Regions from separate parts of the Pan troglodytes genome. Here region 1 is linked to region 2. Evidence: chromatin contacts called from public capture Hi-C data. All regions are on one chromosome and are shown on one strand. The core of a region is the stretch at or near the end of the contact, and the rest is flanking DNA. Distances in the headings are between cores, read along the strand shown. Region 1 has its middle 160 kb from the start of SH3BP4. Region 2 has its middle 52 kb from the start of ARL4C.

What was found. Capture Hi-C pulls out chosen DNA fragments and counts their contacts.
Region 1: a capture Hi-C map of stem cell-derived neural stem cells shows a contact between it and region 2, with 9 times the contacts expected there. The contact joins two enhancer-like sites. A contact is called at or near these places in 5 of 7 Hi-C or Micro-C datasets (blood, induced pluripotent stem cells, a lymphoblastoid cell line and 1 more) and 1 of 1 other capture datasets (stem cell-derived neural stem cells).

The regions. Positions count from the first base shown.
Region 1 is chr13:137,273,887-137,280,719 of NHGRI_mPanTro3-v2.0_pri, reverse strand. No RefSeq gene overlaps it. Among named protein-coding and RNA genes, the nearest start is that of SH3BP4, 160 kb to the right of the region's middle. Within about 2 kb of position 4,044, at least 2 of the 24 cell types and tissues checked have an H3K27ac peak or open chromatin away from gene starts, as enhancers often do. A contact at or near this core is called in stem cell-derived neural stem cells, where this site is marked.
Region 2 is chr13:136,728,550-136,735,542 of NHGRI_mPanTro3-v2.0_pri, reverse strand. No RefSeq gene overlaps it. Among named protein-coding and RNA genes, the nearest start is that of ARL4C, 52 kb to the right of the region's middle. Within about 2 kb of position 2,817, at least 3 of the 24 cell types and tissues checked have an H3K27ac peak or open chromatin away from gene starts, as enhancers often do. A contact at or near this core is called in stem cell-derived neural stem cells, where this site is marked.

The DNA.
Region 1 (6,833 bases), core at 2,795-5,294, 540 kb before region 2:
GCATTAAGTACGTTCTCATTGTTGAGCCACCATTACCACCATCCAGTCCCAGAGCTCTTCATCTTATAAAACTGAAACTCTGCACCCATCGAACGACTCCCTATTCCTTCCTCCTCCCAGCCACTGGCAACCACCATTCTTTCTCTCTCTATGAATTCGACTATTCTAGAGGTATTAGCTAGGGTCTCCAAAGAAACAGAACGGATAGGGTAGACGATAGATAGATAATAGATAGATAGATAGATAGATAGATAGATAGATAGATAGATGATAGATAGGAATTTATTATGGGAATTGGCTCACATGCTTATGGAGGCCAAGAAGTCTCACAGTCTGCTGTCTGCAACCTGGAGAACCAGGAAAGCCTATAGTGTGATAGAGCCTGAGTCCAAAGGCCTCAGAACCAGGAGAATCAATTGTATAAGTCCTAGTCTGAATCCAAAAACCTAAGAACCAGGAGAATCAATTGTATAAGTCCTAGTCTGAGTCTGAAAACCTGAAAACCAGGAGCTCCAATATCTCAGGGCAGGAAAAGATGGATGTTTCAGCTCAAGCAGAGAGAACAGACTCATCCTTCCTCCTTTTTGTTCTCTTTGGGCCTTCAACAGTTTGGGTGATGGCTGCGCACACCTGTGAGCACAGTTCTTTTTTAATTGGTCTACGGATTCAAGTGCTAACCTCTTCCAGAAACAATCTCAGAGACACATCCAAAATAATGTTTTACCAGCTATCTGGGCACCCTTTAGCCCGGTTAAATTGACACAGAAAATTAACTATCTCACAAGGTGCCTCCGGTAAAAGAAACTGTGCAGTGTTTGTCCTCTTGTGACTGGCTTATTTCACTTAGCATAATGTCCTCAGCAATCATCCATGTTGTAGTGTGTGTCAGGATTTCCTTCCTTTTAAAACGGAGTATGATTCCCTTGTGTGTATACACCACAGTTCGTTTATCCATTCATCCAGTGATGAACACTTCAGTTGCAACCTCCGTTGTTTGGCTTTTGTGAATAATGCTGCTAGGAACATGAGGTTGCAGATATGTGTTCAAGACCTTGCATTTAATTCTTTTATGTTTTTGCCCGGAAGTAGAATTGTTGGATCCTATGGTGATTCTGCTTTTAATTTTTTGAGGAACGACCACACTAGTTAGCAACAAGTGATTTTGAAATAAAATTGTTTCATGAAGGGATGCTTCTCTACAAAGGCAGCCCCTAAGAGCCCTTTGGGGGCAGGGACCAAGTCCCCTCTTTTGTATTCTTGGAGTGGGAAGCACTACAGGCATCAGAATCAACTATGATTTCCACATTACTGCTCAGAAAAGAGGAGCAAGCTTCCAGAAGCAGACCTGAGAATTCCTGAACTCAATAACGGCTCCTGTAACAAAGCTCATGTCCCCTTTTCACAGCTTCCCAGACAAGACCTCCTCTCCAGGACACCTCCCTGATTGAGCCCCCCTATTTATTTATTTATTTATTTATTTATTTATTTATTTATTTATTTTTGTTTTGAAACAGAGTCTCACTCTTATTGCCCAGGCTGGAGTCAATGGTGCGATCTCTGCCCACTGCAACCTCTGCCTCCCGGGTTCAAGTGATTCTTCTGCCTCAGCCTCCCGAGTAACTGGGATTACAGGCACGTGCCACCACGCCCGGCTAATTTTTGTGTTTTCAGTAGAGATGGGGTTTCACCATGTTGGCCAGGCTGGTCTTGAACTCCTAACCTCAGGTGATTCACCTGCCTCGGCCTCCCAAAGTGCTGGGATTACAGGTGTGAGCCACCGCGCCTGGCCAGAACCCCCTTTATTTTGACATTGGTAGCTTTAAAGTGTCTTGCTGGCCTTCTTTAACCTCCTTGTCCCCAAGTCAGGCAATCCCTTTTAGAGACAGTACCCCTAACGTAACATTTTAATAAGCCTAAATGCTTACCCCAATACTTTTATAAACCAGAATGTCATATGTTAGAACCAACCTGAGCAAGTTTTACTTTGGAAGAAATCAATAACAGCAGGTTTCTCCTAGCATCTGTGGTGTCTAGGGCAAGGGTACAAAGGGATACCCAGGTAGTGTGCGTGTGTGTGCACGTGTGTGTGTGCATGTGTGTGTGCGTGCATGTGTGTGTGCGCGTGTGTGTGTGCATGTGTGTGTGTGCGCGCATGTGTGTATCGGGAGGTATAGGATACAGATAGAGAGATATTTAAAAGGTACAAATAAAACGAATGAATAAGTATGTTTCATCATTCTATCTTGAAAAGCATACCTTCATAAGAACAAAAATGGAGTGATATATGTAAAGCTGTTGTTTTAAATGACAGAAAGTTGGTGAAAATCCAAGACATCTGAATTTAATAATCATTGTGTACACCTAAATATCCAGTGGATAGGCTACACTGTTTGAATAAGTAAGTAACAACATACATAATTGATAAGTTATATATTATCCATAAATTTTTGCCTTTTCTTAATTTTAGCAAAGAACATTAATTACGTTGTTAGAATCAATATTTTCATATAATTTGCATTCTATTGATAGTAATGACAAATTAAGCAAACTTTCTGAGATCATTAAGTTTCTCAGATCATTTTTCATTAGTTTTATTTTGAGGAAACTTTGACCCGCTAAAGCTATAGCTATTGGAATTGTCGATAAGTTTTAGGAAAGTACTGTGATGCAGAAATGTACCAGGAATTTACATAACTTATTCAAACATTGTAATAGGGCTGCACAAAAGAGATTGTCATTGTGGCATAAAATACAAAATGTTTTAATTTTATCATTTAAATTATTACCACTCGTATGATTTTTACCATCCCTTAAAGCAATATCAAGATTCGTAGATAAATAAAAAGAATCAGCTTTAGCATCACATATGTTGTATCTAGATCTATACATATAAAATGTAAAAGTGACACAAATTGTTTAATATTGAAAAATGTTGGTTGGGCGCAGTGGCTCACACCTGTAATCCCAGCACCTTGGTAGGCCGAGGTGGGAGGATCACCTGAGGTCAGGAGTTCAAGACCAGCCTGGTCAACATGGCAAGACCCAACATGGCAAAATTTAGTAGCAATTTTTCTTCTATAAATACAAAAATTAGCTGGGTGTGGTGGTGGGTGCCTGTAATCTCAGCTACTTGGGAGGCTCAGGCAGGAGAATCGCTTGAACCAGGGAGGTGGATGTTGTAGTGCATCAAGATCATACCACTGCACTCCAGCCTGAGCAATGGAGCAAGATTTTGTCTCCAAAAAAAAAAAAGAAAAAAGAAAAAGAAAAAACTTCCTGAGACACCAGGTGCAAGGGCTTCGAGTACTCTATTTATCTATGAATATTTCTGAAATCACTAACAGAAAATGGATTTTCAGCACTCCTGGAAAAGGATTTGGTTATGCAAGAATCGGTTGCATCCATGCTCTCTGCAAGAACGAATTTGACAAGTCAATTAGTTTGTATCTTCTCTTTTCAAAATGGTCGCAGTTCAGTGACCATCTCTGATAGCTGCAGTTGTGCAATCTACAAACCTCACAGCTTTTGGATAAAGTCACCTTTGGTCTCAAGACACAGACCTACAGAGAAGCATTTCCCTGGGGCCTACACGGTATTATCGACCAGAGCAGATATTTAGAGTTTAGGGTCACTTTTGCCAGAGACAAATTTCAGACCCTGAGCAATATATGTAAAGCTGTTGTTTTAAATGACAGAAAGTTGGTAAAATATCAAAGATGTCTGAATTTAGCCACTATTGTGTATGCCTGAATGTCCTGTAGACAGGCCACGCTGTTTGAATAAGTCATTTTGACCCTCTAATGCTTGGGGCCAAAGGAAGGGGCTCCTCTTGCGAATGTCAAAGGCAGAGTCAATGTGCAACTTTGCCTGAGAACTAGATGGATGGGAGCTCTTAAACTCCTTGTCCCAGGCACAGAAACTGACCAAAGAAGTGAGCGTTGTGAGTCAGCAGGTGGCGCCTGGTTTCCAATCAAAGGCTCTGACTCCAATCAAAGGCTCTGACTTTGCTCCTGACAGCCGTGGGTCCAGGGTCACTTTCCCATCCCAGTCCAGAAATGAAAAAGGGAGATGCAGCATTCTCAGGGGAGGGTGGGGCAAGGCAGAGGATCACTATCCAAATCATTAACTTGTTTAAATCCTGCTGGATTTCGCCATTAAGAGGCTGCCCACCACCCCCGTGAAATGTCCAGCAGCAGTTTGCAAGAGAGACACGCCACTTTCAGGCAGCCCCACAGATGGGGGTCGGGCTGGAGATGAGCAACGTGATCCCAGGGCCCAGTGCAGGCCATCTCCTGGAGTTCCTCAGAAGAGATGCTGATGGCAGAACTTAAAAAAAAAAAAAAAAAAAAACTCTTCATTTTAATTGGAAGACAGGGCTGCTTTTAGGGCGAGGGCTGGATTTGGTTCCATGGCAGACCAAAAGTGTGTCTATTTTGGGGCAGATGATCCAAGGAAGCTCCAGACAAGTGGGGCCCTCACACCATGTGAAAGCTTCTGAGGGTCCGATGAGGACCACCCGCCAACAGAAATGCAAGACAAGAATGCGTTTTATAGGGCATGGGCTCACACAGTCCACATTCTGTGCTTTACAAACAGGTGCCTTTTGGGTCCTTACAGAGCCCCATAAAAGACATCCTATTATTATCACACCATTATACACATGAGGTCAGCAAGGCATAAAGACTTGGAGAAATGGCCCAGGGGTGTCAGTTCCAAAGCTCATCCTCTTAACAAGTTAAGGGCTGAACACACGTGGGGCCAACCATGAAAAGAACAAGAGCAACAGCAGCAGCAAACCCACAGGGACAGGCAGGACGGCAGTTTGCGTGGGTACCAGGCTGGCTGGGGAGCGAGCCACGCTCACTCTCCCGCAGCTTCCCCTCCCCAAATCAGCTCCAGCCTGAAGAGCAACCGCTGGAAACAACGCTTGCCACAAACCCAGCTTCAAGCAGGTGACCCTCCCAACCCTTCCAACCAATCCCCACTCCTCCAGTCCTCACCCCTTCCCAGGAACGTCACAGAAACTCTGTCATCCCCACTCTCCAGCAAGGCAGGGCTGCAGCCGCTCCTGGAGTGACAGGCTAACCGTGGGACAACTCACAATCAAATGAACCCTCTTCCGCGTACCCAATGCAGATGTCAACACCGACACACACCTCCACGGATGACGACGTGCACCCACGCATCCCCACAGCGCATGTCCAGCAAGCTCAACAAATCATCACAAAGTCAGGGGCTTAACACAACACCTGTTTATTCACTCATGGTTCTACAGGTCAGAAGTCCGACGACATCTGGGTGGAGTCACAAGGCTGAAAGCAGGCGTCAGCTGGGCCGCACTGCTTTCTGCAGCTCTGAGGATGACTCACGGGTGGGCAAGTCTGGTTCCCCGCAGTTGTGGAGGGAGGTCTCATTTCCCTGTGGCCTCCACTGGGAGCCAGTCTTTGCTCCTCAAGGTGACCTGTATTCCTTCCACTTTCCACGTGGCTTCTCCTCCAGCCACAGCCACTCTGTCCCTCCCACGCTCCAGATCCTACAACTCTCTGTGTGGAAGCAGCTTTGGACTGCAGCTGGACAAAGTTCTCTGCTCTTCAGAGTAAAGGAAATCAAAATATTTCTCCTCAAAATATTGAGGACTGTTAGTTCAAGACACTGAAAACGCAGGGAAACACTGCCTCGGCCTCCGCTTACCTGATGGCAGGACTTCAGTCCCTCCTTCCTGGAGACAGTGCTTGTCATCCACCCAGAGAAGGCAGCAGCAGGCGCCAGAAGAGTCTGGGAACACATTTTACCTTCTTCCTCCAGTTTCCCACCTTTTAAAAGATGAGAGCTGCTCTCACCTTCATCTTGTCACTGTATAGAATTTATGGCTCTTCATTAGAATACTGTTTACGCAAGGCCTCTAAGCCACTGCCTTCAGAGAGAAATACTTTTGAACTGAGACCTCTCTCATGTGATGGGTACAGCAGGTGTTAATAAACGTCTGCTTGTTTTTCTTTAGTTAATTTGACTTTTGTTTTCACGAGAGTGTCTCAACTAAGAACCTAGAAAAAGGGAAAGGATAGAAAAGAAATCATGTTTTGTCTCCTACAAGGGCTCATGTGATTAGATTGGGCTCACCCATAGAAGCCAGGAAGATCTCTCTATTTTAAAATCACATATATTTTCTTTTGAGACGGAGTCTTGCTCTGTCTCCCAGGCTGGAGTGTAGTGCCGCAATCTCAGTTCACTGCAACCTCTGCCTTCCAGGTTCAAGCCATTCTCCTGCCTCAGCCTCCTGAGTAGCTGGGACTACAGGTGCCAGCCACTGTGCCTGGCTAATTTTTTTTGTATTTTAATAGAGGCGGGGTTTCTTCATGTTGGTCAGGCTGGTCTCAAACTCCTGACCCCAAATGATTCTCCCGCCTTGGCCTCCCAAAGTGTTGGGATTACAGGCAGGAGCCACCGGCGCCAGGCCACAAATCCATAATCTTAACCTCATTTGCACATTCCCTTTTGCCACAGAATGGAACCCATTCACAGGTCCTAGGTATAAGGGTGAGGGTGAGGACATCTTGTTGATGGGGGAGGGGTGTGATTCTGCCTGCAAGTGGGCTGGGGGAAGATTTTATGGACCTCATTGTCTTTACATGATAAAAATACCACTTCCAAGTTGAACACGGCCTGTAAGGTTTTCCCCAATTTTCAAGTCTTTTCTCCTAAACAGAGTCTATCAGTTGTAGTGGCCTCTGGGGAGGGAGGAAGGGTCCCTAGGCAAGAGTGGGGCAGGCAGACTGCTTGCCACTGTTTTCTCTTTTGTATCCTGATACTTACTCCATGGGCATGTTTTGCCT
Region 2 (6,993 bases), core at 1,568-4,067:
CAGACCAGCCTGGGCAACATGGTGAAACCCTGTCACTACTACAAATACAAAAATTAGCTGGGTGTGGTGGTGCGCGCCTGTAATCCTAGCTTCTTGGGAGGCTGAGGCAGGAGAATCACTTGAACCAGGGAGGCGGAGGTTGCAGTGAGCCGAGATCACACCATTGCACTCCAGCCTGGGCAACAAGAGCGAAACTCCGTCTCAAAAAATTAAATTAAATTAAATAAATAAATTGAGGCCTTTACCATTCATATTAGAAACAGGATATCCGACGATGACTTGTGCTTCTCTGTCAAACTCCACTAGCAGCCCAGTGGATTTCCTCTTGGCCTGTGGATTTTCTCTCTGTTTTTTAGGTTCCTGGTGGTAGGGCACTCTTGTGAATTTCTCTCTCACGCTCTCCTTCTTTTCTGTTTTCTTTCTGTAATGTCATGGCCACTTTTAATGGGACGTTGTGGATGAGTTCCCAGGAACAGCTAGGATGTCAAAACATGACTTCAGGGGCAGAAGCTTGTTTTCAGTGAGATCATACAATTGTGATCTTCAAAGAGCGTCCTGAGTCCTGGGTGCTTCCTGGGAACACTGTTACAGGAACCATCTTTGGAGTCCGGAAGACTTACTTGCTTTATCAACTCGAACAAGTTACTCTCTGGGCCTCAGTTGCTTCTTCTGCAAAATAGTGACTCACGGAACCCTTGTGAGAAAGGTGTGATTATCCATCAAAAGTGTCTGTAAGGCACGCACTGGAGGCCAGCAGACAGCAAGGGCTTGCAAATGAACTTACCCAGCCTGTGGTCTACCCAAGATCGTTTGACCTGTGTGTTCTAAATTCTCCCATGAGATAGCTGTAACGTTTATTTGTGGTGGGTGGGGGATGCCAAAGGAAGTTTCTGGACCCAATTTCTTCTTTCTCCCTAACCTTATGATGATGCTGTGGGCTCTGCGCTCCCTCTAGTGGTGAAACTGAACACCTTCGCTATGAGAGCAGCGTCGCTCGGGGCTGAGATGGTTGTGGTCACGATGTGGGTCCCTCTCTTTGTTCTCCTGCCCTGGCTAGGGATGCAGTTGGCACCTTCCACTCTTGGAGAGTCTGAAGAATGCAGAAAAACTTCGGAGAATGTTCTGATCACGGAATTTGTTAGGACAGAGTCTTACAAGAACTAATTTGAGGATTTTACACACCTGCATATATCTTTGACCTTAAAACTCTATTAATTTTTCATCGCCCTTTTCCACACTAATTATACTTATCTTTGCAAGGGTATTATACTTCCTTCCAACAGGATTTCTTACTCTCTCAAGTGATTTTGATAATCTTCATAATCCCGTTAAAAATAGCCATAATTCGTTCAAGTATATGAAAGTTGAGTACGAAATTAGTTTGGCTGGTTGACTCACTGCATTTTAAACCCAAGGATATGGGAAGAATGTCTTAATAGAGCCATTTAAATTTTCAAGATGTGAACTTGAACTTACCCTCTGAAGTTGGGGTTTAAGTTAGACAAAGAATTCTGCTTTGTGTGTGCCTGAGCACGTGTGTGTGTCTAATTTAAGCTTTCCAAAACCAGGATCAAATTCCTGTCGGTGTCATTAGGTTGTAGAACTTATGTTAAATGTTCCCTCTTTTTGTCTTAGTGACGTTTGTGACGACAAAATAATTAAGATTGTGTCTCTTTTCATGGAATCAACCTAGATGTCCATCAATGGTGGACTGGATAAGAAAATGTCATACATATACACCATGGAATACTATGGAGCCATAAAAAAGAGTGAAATTATGTCCTTTGCAGCAACATAGATGTGGCTGCAGGCCATTATCCTAAATGAAGTAATGCAGAAACAAAAAAGCAAATGTCACATCTCACTTACAAGTGGGCGCTAAACCTTGGTACATGCAAATATAAAGATGAGAACAATAGGCACTGGGGACTCCAAAAGGAGAGAAGGAGGGAGAAAGGGAGGGAGGGGGGAGAAAGGGCTGAAAACTTTCTACTGGGTACTACACTCACTATGTGGGTGATGGAATCAATAGAAGTCCAAACATCAGCATCACACGATATATCCTTGAAACAAACCTGCACATGTAACCCCTGAATCTAAAATATAAAACAATTTAAAAACTCTGTGTCTTTAAATGTTTTCCACCTGCACCTGAAAGAAGAAAAACCTACACAACTTTGAATCATATGAAGGAGTAATAGAATCTTAGAGTTGAGCCAGGGATCTCAGAGGTCCTCGTCCACACACCTCCTGATGGAGAGATTCCTTCCATAGCATCCCTGAGAGAGGGCGGACTGACCTCAGCCAAATCCATCAGAATGCTTTTGTTTGCAAGACACAAAACGAGGCAAAACCAAACCATGTGACTTATCAGTGATGGGAACTCATTGACTCACTGTCTGCATCTCTATATTGGAGTATGAGAGGGGACCGGCCAAGAAGCCAGTGCAGCAGCCAGCTGTTTGGGTTGCTAGGATTCCAGACCACATGTCCCTGGGCCCCAGGAGAGGAAGCTTCCCTCTCTCCCCAGCCCGCCCCCTTTCCAGATTGTAATGCTAATGATAAGCACAGGTGTGACAACATGGGTGTAAAGCCCCCCGATTTCTTTTTCAAGCAACTCAGACGTTACTAGAGTCTGTAGGAGAAGCACAGACCTATAGCCTGGAGAAGCCATGGAGGCCACAGGCTCAGGCTGCCCTTTTCTGGCAAAGTCATTTTCTTCTTCATAATATTCTTGCTGTAGCACAAACTCCTCCCGGGCCCTCCCCGCTGGTTTCCCCTAGACACAGCTCACTCAGCACCCTCACCGTCTGAATGGATGATTAGCCTTTTGTGTGTAGTTTTTCTCAATTCTGACTTTGTTCTCATAGAGGAGGAGGCCTTGGCCAGGGCGAAGGGGTTCGGGAAGGCAGCTACGCCCTTGAGCGGGTGTCTTTAGCCCCTGCCTGAGCTCCCTCGACTGCTCCAAAGAATTCAGAACTGCCTGTTTCCTCTCTCTCACTCCAAAACACTGGTTTCTCTCTCCTCCAAGTCTGCCTGAGCTGCAACTTTTTCCCAAAATTTAACAATTTAATTCCTTGATGCCTTTCTTCTTGTCAACGTTTATTTTGGGTTCAGGGGTACATGTGCAGGTTTGTTACATAGGTAAACTCATGTCACGGCATCCGTTGTACAGATTATTTTATCCCCCAGGAATTAAGCCCAGTACCCAGTAGTAATCTCTTCTGCTCTTCTCCCTTCCCCCACCCTCCACCCCCAAGTAGACCCGTGTCTGTTATTTTCTTCTTTGTGTTCATGAGTTCTTATCACTTAGCTCCTGGATGCCTTTCACTCTTTCTTCCAATCAACCCTCCTAGTGGAAAGCCCAGAGGCCACGAGCTTTGGACGCTGTGGTCAGGTAGGCCAGTGCCCCCAGGGACCGCTCTGTGCCTCCCTTGGCCAGGGTTTTTATGGCAGCTGGGGCTGGCCAGCTCTTCCATCATGTGGGTGCCCCTGGGGAAACAGTGATTGGAGTGTGCTGACTTACACAAGCGCTGGGGAGCTAGCCACAAATGTCCACTATATCGCCCCCTTCTAGAAAATTTCCAGCAATGAGATCCTCACTGCCTTAGAAGGTGCCTGCTTCATGGTTGGTTGCCTTTCATTGGCACAGGCCTGGGAACCAGGCTTCCTGGGTTCAAATCCCAGCTCCATCAATTGGCAGCCCATAATATTGGGCAAGTTTCCTAAGTGCACTGGCCTCAGCTACCTCCTGTGGAAGGTGGAAGGTATAATTGTTCCACCCCAGCATTGCTGTGAGAATCAACAGGAGGACACACATAAGGCACCTGATGTGTTGCACCTGCTCAGTAACTGCTGTCTCTGCTTCCATTTATCCCCCAACACTCCTCCTTCTGCCCTTCAGCCATTCATTCTATTCCTATGACATGGAGGCCACAGAATCCATCTACCCTTGCGTCTGTGTTTTCAGCATTTTGGGCAGCTCTCACTGCTTCAAAAAGAATTGCCCTTGATTCTTCCCCAGGCCAAACTGACTGCTTCTTCAACTTCTCCTGAGTTTACCTCACCTCCTCATACTGCCCCTTCTCACTTCCTTGAATCCACCTCTGCCTTCCCTGCTGTGCCCCCACCACACACACAGCACGCCCTCACCACCCTGTGCACCGACCTTTCCTCCCTGGGCCCTTTCAGTTTGGCATGAGATGTCCTCTCTCCAGATCCTCTCCCCACTGCCCCCATCATCTCCCTGAATGACACCTGCTTTCCTCAGCACCTGATTTAGGTAACACCTCCTCCAGGAAAGCTGAATATCTTAAGACTAGTGAGGGCCAGGGCCTCCTCACCCCACTCCCTTCCTGCTTGCCTCTCTCTTCTTTGTTAGACGCTTCCCAAGGCATGAATCAACTCTGTCTGTTGGTCACTATTCCTGGAGTGTAAGCCCCTGGAGGGCAGGAGGGCTGTCTTTCTCACCTCCACCCCTCTGTTGTCTAGAAGAGTGTCTAGCATATAGGACAAGCTCAGTAAAGATTTGAAGAATGAATGAAGGAAGAAAGGAGCCAGCCCTCACACACTAGATGTGGTCTGACAAATGCAGAGAAAGCATGAACTCCCCCTGGTTTGCTAGGTCTGCTCGGCAGGAAGTGAGAAGGACAGAGCACTCAGGTGAGCTGATGGCTAAAAGCTCGCTGTATGCACATATGCACCTCCTACTGCATGCACATGTAGAGAGGCAGATGGGTCTTTCCCCAATGCTTGCCAATTGCTATTCTCATTGTGTATAATAGTAAATGGGGGAAGGAAATTTGCAACAACAGGAGTGACAGTTGGTGCTGATCATGTTTTCTACGCTGCAAACCTTACCTGTAAACACATTGGGTGGGTTGTAAGTTTGTAAAACTGTTCAAGAAAGAATCTCAGAGAGGTTTCGGGAAGGGCTTTTAAAAGACAGCATTTGGTCCTAGGAAATATACATAGGCAAATGGGACAACTAAGTAGAATAAAGAGAATGAGAGTGAAGGTGTGAATCCAGGACACAGACTTTTGAAAGTGGCAAAGAAATTTATTTAAAACCATCCTATATAAGAGCAGTGTCAACAACATTCTCCCAGGCAAAAGCACACAGACACTCTATCCGTCTCACACACACATGCAGGATCACACACACACACACACGATGCAAGATCACTAATATGATATAACTGATTAATAATGAGGATTTTTTTACAGCCTGTAATGAAATAATATCACGGTACAGACTCATTATAATTCTTCCTCCTCCTTGCATCTCACTTATTTAACTAGAATTGAAGTAGGGAGAAAAAGAAACCCTCCATTCATCCTGTGGAGAACAGCTAATAATTGGGAAAAGCTGCCTGAATATTATACAGGTAGATGTGAGTCAGCCACTATGTTTTTATCCTCAGGGATCCAAGAATTTTAGGTTTGTATGTAAGGAGGGAGGGATGGAAATGAGAAGGATCTTTTAAAACTAAATGAAACCATGAGGAGATACCGTCTCTTCTGGATTAAAAAACTTTTTTTTTTTCAGCCAGGTACAGTGGCTCACACCTGTAATCCTAGCACTTTGGGAGGCCGAGGTGGGTGGATAATTTGAGGTCAGGAGTTCGAGACCAGCCTGGCCAACATGATAAAACCCCATCTCTACTAAAAATACAAAATAAGCCGGGTGTGGTGGCAGGTACCTGTAGTCCCAGCTACTCAGGAGGCTGAGGCAGGAGAATCACTTGAACCAGGGGGATGGAGGTTGCAGTGAGTTGAAATCGTGCCACTGCACGCCAGCCTGGGTGACAGAGTGAGACTCTGTGTGACATTTGAATGCCTCAAATGTCAAAAAAGAAAAGTTATTTTTTTCAACTTGCCTTTTTGGGGGATTCATGAGAGTCTAAGTTAGGGCTTCCCTAAAGAAAACTGGGAGAGAGCTGCAGAAATACAATACAGAGAAGTCGGAAAATACAGACACTCAAAAAATAACCCCAAAGTACTTCAATGTTATGACTTAACAGAGCTCACCATCCCCCTTCAGAATGTTTTCCTTCACTTGCAAGAGCACAGACACCTTTTGTTTGTTAGAGATCACCAGGAAAGCTCATTCTATACCCAGTCTTCCGGCCTCACGGGAAACTGACCGTCTTCCGTGTCGGTAAATCCGGATCTATTCAGATGAGCTTTTTACGGTGCAATTTCTGATTCTAGTCATAATTACCACACAGCTCCTCCTGGGTGTGTGTAATCCTGTGCCATATAAAACCTGAGAGCACTGTAGTTCTCAATCAAAAATCAATCCATTTAGCTTTCAAACACCCTACAAGCTCATTTATTTTCTCAAATTGGTTTTTGCTTAACCAAGTGTTAAAATGAGTTTAGAACCCGCGGGCGCGCACGGGTGGGACAGGTAAGCAGCCCTACTGGGCGGTGCTGCACGCAGGGGCAAAGCAGCCCCAGGTGAACCCTGACATCCGCCTCAGGGACATCCCGGCCCGGCTCTGGTTCTCGCTCTGCGTTTCTTCTCTTCACCACCAGGGGGCAGGCTCCTAGCGGGATGAAAACCCTGCGCTGCCTGATGCTGCATGGGTTTGCTGGGTGGGTCCCGCTTCCACACTGGGGATCCTTGGGAAAGAGACAGTCTTTGATGACTTTGGCTACTGATTCAGCATTCCAGACCAAAAAAGCCGTATCTAGAGAGCCAAATTCTACTGAACAGCTAGGAAGTGTGGAGGTAGTCCTTCCTTCCTTCCTCCCTCCCTCCCTCCTTCCCTCCCTCCTTTGCTTTCCTTTCCTTCCTTGCTTCCTTCCTTCCCTCCTTCCTTCCTTCCTTGCTTCCTTCCTTCCTTGCTTCCTTCCTTCCTTCCTCCCTCCCTCTCTCCTTCCTTCCCTCCCTCCCTTCCTTCCTCCCTTCCTCCCTCCCTCTCTCCTTCCTTTCCTTCCTTCCTTCCTTCCTTCCTTCCTTCCTTCCTTCCTTCCTTCCTTCCTTCC